2 separate regions of the Capsicum annuum genome follow, and region 1 is linked to region 2. Evidence: chromatin contacts called from public Hi-C data. All regions are on one chromosome and are shown on one strand. The core of a region is the stretch at or near the end of the contact, and the rest is flanking DNA. Distances in the headings are between cores, read along the strand shown.

The links. Hi-C and Micro-C count contacts between places; a contact is called where the count stands out from the background.
Region 1: a Hi-C map of leaf shows a contact between it and region 2, with 2.4 times the contacts expected there. The contact joins the promoter of LOC107858740 here to the promoter of LOC107858738 in region 2. A contact is called at or near these places in 2 of 5 Hi-C or Micro-C datasets (leaf and placenta).

What each region holds. Positions count from the first base shown.
Region 1 is chr2:95,667,793-95,671,507 of UCD10Xv1.1, forward strand. It overlaps LOC107858740 (cyclic dof factor 3), which reads right to left and starts at 1,270. Exons shown (of 2, transcript XM_016703517.2): 1 at 934-1,270. The coding sequence starts at 1,077.
Region 2 is chr2:95,292,180-95,296,160 of UCD10Xv1.1, forward strand. It overlaps LOC107858738 (pentatricopeptide repeat-containing protein At5g15280, mitochondrial), which reads right to left and starts at 2,625. Exons shown (of 1, transcript XM_016703514.2): 1 at 1-2,625. The coding sequence starts at 1,410. It overlaps LOC107858739 (KH domain-containing protein HEN4), which reads right to left. Exons shown (of 8, transcript XM_016703516.2): 8 at 3,634-3,981.

The DNA of each region.
Region 1 (3,715 bases), core at 20-2,519, 370 kb after region 2:
TTAGCAAGTCAAAAATTAAACTTTGCAGTGTAGCCTAGTGGTCAATGGAGTGGGTTGAGCACCAGGAGGTCTCAGTTCAAATTCCAGTGGAGACATAATTACTTAGGTCACTGGCCTAATGGTCAATGAAGTGGATTGAGCATCATGAGATCTTAGGTTCAAATTCCAGTGGAGACAAGAACACTAGGTCACTGACATAGTGGTCAGTGAAAAGTAGGATGAGCACCATGAGGTATAGGTTCAAATTTCAACAGAGACAAAAACACTAGGTTATCTCTTCCCATTTGTACTAGCCTTGGTGGACGGAGTTTCGTGACATGTATCCTGTGGAATTAGTCAAGGTATGTGCAAGCACGGACATCACGTTATCAACAAAAAGAAAGTCAAAATTAAACTTTCCTCATTTAGCAAGTTTTAGAATTAAAATTACAGGAAAGTAAACAAATCTTGGATATAGAGATGTTGAACCGAGATTGTTTGATTGATGGAGTAAAGTTGAACTCTAACAGTGTCCAAACAATACTTAAATAGTATAATTTCTACGAAAATAGACAGAAAAATATTTTCACAATATTAGGTCATTTAAAATAATAATTATATTCCCGGTAACAAGTGGAATTAGAAACAAAAAAAAAAAAAATTACCTGATCAAAAAGGGGAAAATATAGTAACTAGAAAAATACTCTAACAAGCAACCTTCAATAACATGTAAATTAGCACTGATCCTAAAAAATTGTATTACGCAGGTTAAGTCCATCACAAAATTAATAGCATTAAAGAAGATTAGGAAGACCTAATTTAAACTTTATGACTGATTGAAACCCTACCGAACTGCTCGAGAATGAGATGAAGCAGAGTTCAATAGGAAGTCAACAACAGTCCCAACAAATTACTAACAAGAAATGAACAGAGATTATACTCAAAACAGAGTACCTTTTGATCTTCTACATCTTCTTCTTCTCCATTGGCTTCCTCGGGCAAAGAATCTTCTAGCATAGTTTCAGAAGAATCTGGAACATCCGGCAACTGAATGGTTCTGCCAAAGAGTTTAATAGCAGGGTCTTTGAGTTCTGACATATTATACTGAAACTGTATGGGCGCGTCCTTTTTCAAGTTCCTAAGAAAAAGAGAGACAAGGGAAGAGAAAAAAATCCAACCACCAAAATCCGGCGAATTTGCGGATTGGGCTTCATGTTACTCCCTTACAGATCTGACACAGAACACATACGACCCCCAACACACCCACAAACACACGTGACATGTGTGTGTATGCCTGTTTTAAGTAGGCGGTCATGAATTTTTTTTTAATATTTTAAAAAAAATTATTTTATGGTAGTGAAAAAAAAATTAAAATTAATGATATTTTTTTCTTTTATTTTTATTTTTTTTTTACTTTCACTTCTACTCCAATTTATATTTATGATCAAACAAAACTTCAACTTCAACTTCAACTTCAATTTCAAATTCTAGAAAAATATTGTTTCATGGCCAAACGGGCCTATTTTTTTAAACCAGTGGGACGACTTTCTTGGTATTTTTGACGCCAAATGTGTGAGATATATTTTGGATAAAATACTATATTTGGATAACCACTGGGTGATTGATTGTGATCGAATTTAATAGTACAATTCATTACATGATTCAGAAACAAGTACAGATTATTCTAAAATAGGCTAGATCAAAATTTTGTATATTCATAAGGTAATATAGATTATATAGTTTAGCATAGTCGGTTCTATCAATTATGGAATTTGAAATGTGATCAAATTATTTGCTGATTTGAAGACAATCAAATATTATTAATATTTGTTGTCGTTGTTGTTAAATTTACTGTGATTAGATGAAGAGTAAAGAATCCAAAATATATCAAAGGTATCTTTTTTTTTAAAAAAAAAAAATTAATACTTAAATTAATATTCTCTTCGTTTAAAAAAGAATAATCTACTTTGATTTGACACAAAGTTTAAGAAAATAAAGAAGACTTTTGAATCTTGTGGCCTTAAATTAAAGTTGTGACAAATGTACCAAAATGTCCTTTAATCTTGTGATCCAAAACATGACATGTGGAAAGTTGAAATTAATGTATTGCCAAAAAAAAAGTGATCATTTTTTTTAAACGGATTAAAAAGGAAAGTAGTTAATTTTTTTTTTATAAAGAGGAAGTATTAAATGTTTTATTAATAATATTTAATTATTTTCCTTTTGTATTGGAACAATAATGATATTTCAGATTAATAACAAACAATTGATAGCTATAATATATTTTAATAATACATACTCTTAACAGTAATTCATACAATAAACTCAAAAATTAAAATACTTTAGAAAATACACATTTTTTTGTCATTATAAATCTTTTTGATGCATTTAAAAAGTTAAGAGTAACTGGTCATCGGAGACTGCGTGCATAAAAGTGTTATATACAGCTGGCATGACACGTCAATGAGAGAAAATATGAGCCACAAGTTTTATGTGGCTTTGAGATTTTCTTATTTCTGCTTTTTTGATTCTCAATAAAGTGAAGGGCTCTTTTTTATCTGAGTCAGCAACGCCTTTTTTTCTCATCCCCAAATTCATCATTTGGGGCCCATCCATTTTAAAAAGTCGCCAAACTTTTCGGCTTTCCCTTTAATTAATGGACTTTTCTGTTATCTTGTGGTTGATAATGCAAGTTGTGCCAAATGTTGAACACCACAATGCGTGCAAAACCAGCAAAACTCAAATACTTCCTCCTTTCCTTTTTACTTTTATTTTTCTTTGCATATGTATTTTGAAGAGTTAATGGTCAAACACTCAAAAGCAATTCCATTTTTTATGCCTTGTTTGTAGATGAAAATAATAATTTTTTGAGTTAGAGTTGATATTGGAGTTGATGTTATATTTGGTCATAGATATAAATTAAAGTTATTTTTGAAATTTTGTGAGAAAAATAAGAGTGAAATTCAAAAATATGGCTATTTTCATTAAGAAATAGTTTTTTTGAAAATTTTAAAAAAATTATCATGCCTACTTAATTTTTTATTTGAATTATCATGTATGTCACTAACTATTTAACAAAATACATCTAAATTATTAATTATTTAAATTTTATATCTGAACTTTCAAATACAAAAAGTGGATAATTGATAATTTGAGTGTGTTTTGCTAAATAATTGATAATAATTCAGGTGAAAAATTCATAGATTTGATAATTCAAACGTGAAACTCAACAAATTAAAATGCATTAAATTTGTTTTTCACAGTTCACTCTTTTTAAAAGAAAATTATTTGCTCATTTTTTTAAATTAAGAAAAGATTAGTCTTGTAAATTTAGTATGAATTATTAACTACCAATTTCGAATTTACTGGAGTATTAATAGTCAAAGTTAATTTTTATGTTTAAAAAAATAACTTGTTAAATAGATATTGAACTAATGTTTTTTCAAGTGCGTGCAAAATAAGAATTGAACAAGTAAAAATAGAAAGGATAAAATCTTAAAATAATACTTCCTCCGTCTTATTTTATTCGTCCCAAATTTTTTAATTTGATGTCCCATTTTACTTGTCCTATTTTACTTATCAAGACAAGATAATTTTTTTCCCCATTATACCCTTAAGGGTCGTTTGGTTTGAAAACAAGCTATACCGGGACTAGTTATGATGGGATAAGTTATGCTGGGATTAGTTGTGCTGAGATAAGTTATGCTGGTATTATTTTTTAGTGGTTGTTTGTTTT
Region 2 (3,981 bases), core at 1,375-3,874:
AGCAGAAGAATTGAGACCTAAGAATCTGAAAGCTCCAGAAAGTGGATCTCCTGAAGGCGATAGTTGGATCAAGCTACAATCTACCATCTTAGACACCACTGTGTTCACTTCATCAAATTGCCTAGCTTTACAAAACCCAGCTAAAAGAACCCTGAAAGTTGATATTTGCGGTTCTACTCCCTGATCTTCCATTTCTTGAAGAATGTCTTGGTAGTGCTTCCACATACCCTCCTTGAAAAGCCCACTAAGAATTGCATCATAGGAATATATATGGGGCTTTAGATTTCTTGACAGGATCTCTGAGAGATAAAAGAAGGCATCCTTCAGTTTTCCTTCGCGACACGCCCATCCAATCAAAATCCCAAATGTTATTCCATTCATATCAAAACCCAGTTGATCTAACTTCAGCAAGTACGAGTTCCCACTTGCAACACCAAACTGTCGACAGACAGACTGGATGAACTTATTGACTATGGTTACATCAGGCATAGAACAAATCTCGACAAAGAAACTCAGTAGATCATCATAATCTCGTTTATTACAATAACCAGAAGCAATAGAATCGAGGATTAAATAATTAGGTTCAATTCCAAAAACAAGAACCTTCTTAACCAGATTCCTAGCATCCTGAATTTTCGCATCAGCACATAACAGTCTGACAACACCCTCATATATACCCCCTTCAGATACATTCCTTCCAAAGCCAGCATCTATAGCATCAGCATAAATTTGAAATGCCAATTGTGTTTCATGCATTTGAATCAAAAACTCAAGTATAACCCCGTAACATGAAATCGATGGGTTTAAACCCCGCACCTTCATTCGATCATAACACGCAATAGCATTCTCTAATCGATAATCACCCACAAACACTTCAATTAAATAACTGTAGATCTCATGATTATCCAAGAAAACTCCTTGGCTATCCAACAAGGAATCCAAGCATTCAGCTTCCTTAAACAACCCGGCCCGAACAAGCATTGATGCAATAATCCTAGATGCCTTATCAAGATGCCTAAAGTCCCTAATTTGCTTACTAGCCCATATATAAATTCCCCATAAAGATTCAATCTTTTTAACCTCAACCTCAAGAACTCCACTATCATTTTCAAAACCCAACAAAATTTCAAGAAAATCATTGGGACTCAACACAGTAACTCTCCAAAATCTACGAACAGTTGCAGGGGAGATCTCAGATAACTTAAGAAGACAATCTTGAATGATGGGGTTGTACAAAATCTCACCTTTTTTATCCGAAAAGCTTAATTGGCTAGTATATATTGGTTTTGTAGAAGATGAAGAAAGTGGATGGAAGTATTGAAGTTGAAGTTTTCTGGGAAAAGAAGAAAGGTGAAAGAGAAGTGAATTAGCCTGTCTGTGTTTACGGAATTTAAGGAGAGCTTGAAGCATTCGACCGACGGCCGGGATGTGTCGGAGTTACAGGGACAACAGTCTACTAGTTCTGTTCTTGATGTACGATGTCGTTGTTGTTGGGCTTCTTCAAAGTTCTATGTTTGAGATTTGTGGCCTATGATGATGGGCTGTAAGGGGTGATAAAGCCCATCTTATAAGTTCAGCTTCCTTGCTTGTAGAAAAAGAGGATTTGGAATTGTTTTTCATTTCAAGGCATAACTGAAAGCATAACCTGTACTCATCGGCTTCATATGCACCCAGAGTACGCTGCAGCTTCTCCAGTTGTAAAAACCTCATGAACTTTCAGTTTACATCATGCCATTTTAAGTTAACAGTTAGTATATGTATTCAATTGAAATCTTTTTGCGAATTAATTGTGCAAAAATAAAATTTGGCAGATTACTCCAAAGTTGTGTGAAGTCATATTTGGAACCTGAAGTTAATTTTGAACCAGCGAATCTGTAAAGTTACGTAAATTTCAAGTAGTTTTTAAACAGAAATCCTTAAAATGGCTATAAGTTGCACTTCACCTTGCTTTCCGTACTCACCACAAGCCTTTAATTCATATATGTTTAGCATTTGACTTAATACAGAGTTTAGAAAAAATGAATTTGATTTTGTATCATAAAGTCGGAGAAAATCGAGTCTTTGAGCAACAAGAAATAAAACCGAAAAGCATATACATCCTTTTTTGTATCTAATCATGCTTCGTTTTATATACATTCTAATGCAGTTAAATCCAAACATTAGAATCCTTTCTTATTTGTAAAAAGCTCATATGGTTTTGAAATTTGTTTTTATAGCATATTTTTGAGCCATAACTCTCATACCCGTCGAACATAATCCATCTCTTCTTGCTTCGGCACTAAAATTTTCCCTCATCTTTATGGTATAGTGAGAGGCCACAAGACAAGAGACATAACATCACATTTTCTACGTTATTGGGAGCCAAGTTTAAAAAGATCAAAATAATTAATGTTAACGAGATACTATGATTCTTAGTAGTCAAACAGCCGTTCTTCGATCATCATACTTATCATAAGCCATAACGTAATTGGCATGTTCGTGACTCCTGTATATCTTCGAGAATGAAGTAATAAATTGCCTAACCACCGAGGTTTACCTTCTGATGTACGATAATGCCCTACAATTAGATTCTGTCGTCATTTGGATGTATTACATCCCAATCTTACGCAAGATATTAAGTTTAAATGGTTGTACGTACAAATACTTGATTAATACATCAAAAGAATACAAATAAAATGTACAATCAAAGATCTATTGGCATACAAAACAACTGGATCATACAGGGAGGGCACTTTGCTGCAACTGTTGTAGTTCCAGTCGAGAATCAAATCAATCCACCACCTAGAACAAGTTCCAGACCTGTGTACCCTCAACCAGGGGGAATTTAAAGAAAATGTACTAGGGATGGAGGGAAGAAACGTAACACAAAAATTATACAGTTCTCTATTTTAGCAACTTCTAACTTGACATGATCAGTTGTAGGATATCAACATCTCCTACTAAGCTAAACTTGGTGCAAGTACTTGCAGGAGATCAACTTCTCATACCGCATGATTTCATGTCTTTGCAAACAAGTACCCTCTCATAGTCTCGTATCATTAAACCGGCCTATTTTTCAAGACACAGCCAACCCACCACTCTCAATAAGAAAGAACAAATGATGGAGCATTGCATAAGGAGAAATAATGAAAGACAACAGCAAAAGAAGTAAACATACTGACTGTATCCAACAGAACAAAGAAGAGATGGCTTAACTTCAGATTGAAGCAGAGTTTGAAACAACATTCTCATCCAACAAACACAGAGTATGAGAGCATATTTTTGGTAAACTCCACTTAACATGCTGATTGCTTGCAATAAAGTAAGCACGTTATGATAAGAATGTGAGACTTACCATAAGATTTTTACCTGCTTCAATTAATTCCAACCCGTACCCCCAAAAGCTATCAGATTCCAGTGAAAGCCAGTGAAAATTATCACTGCATTTTGGTGAGTACTGATACATCTTGCACTACTAAATCATACATATAACTGCATTGAATATCCAGTGTCTACAGAGATGTATGCATATTGCATATTATCACAGATAATGAAGAAACATTTAGGCTTTCTAGTAATTAACATAGCAATACTTCAAAAATATTTTGAAAGGTCTCATAACCAAACATTGCACCATAATCAAAACCAGAAAGACGCTTGAAAATCGGCACCAGGTCTAAAGCATCAAATAGACATGTTCAACTAGCAGTAGATTCATACATATAATAATAAACCGAAAACAAGACATCAGGACACATGGCCGAGATTTCTGAGTTGAATTTGTCTATAGTACAACTACAAAAGGGAAGAAAGGATGAGGCCGCTGGCTACACAGGTTCTTGGAAGCATAAGAGTATGAGCTTGGAAGTATATGGTGTCAGGGCATGGCAAATTTCGATAGTAGGTAAGATCTTCGGATATGGTCCTGCTAAGGAAAACATCAAGGTAGGCAATGATATTTGATGTCCGCATTCATCTGGTCATCTGGTTTGGGCATGAGGC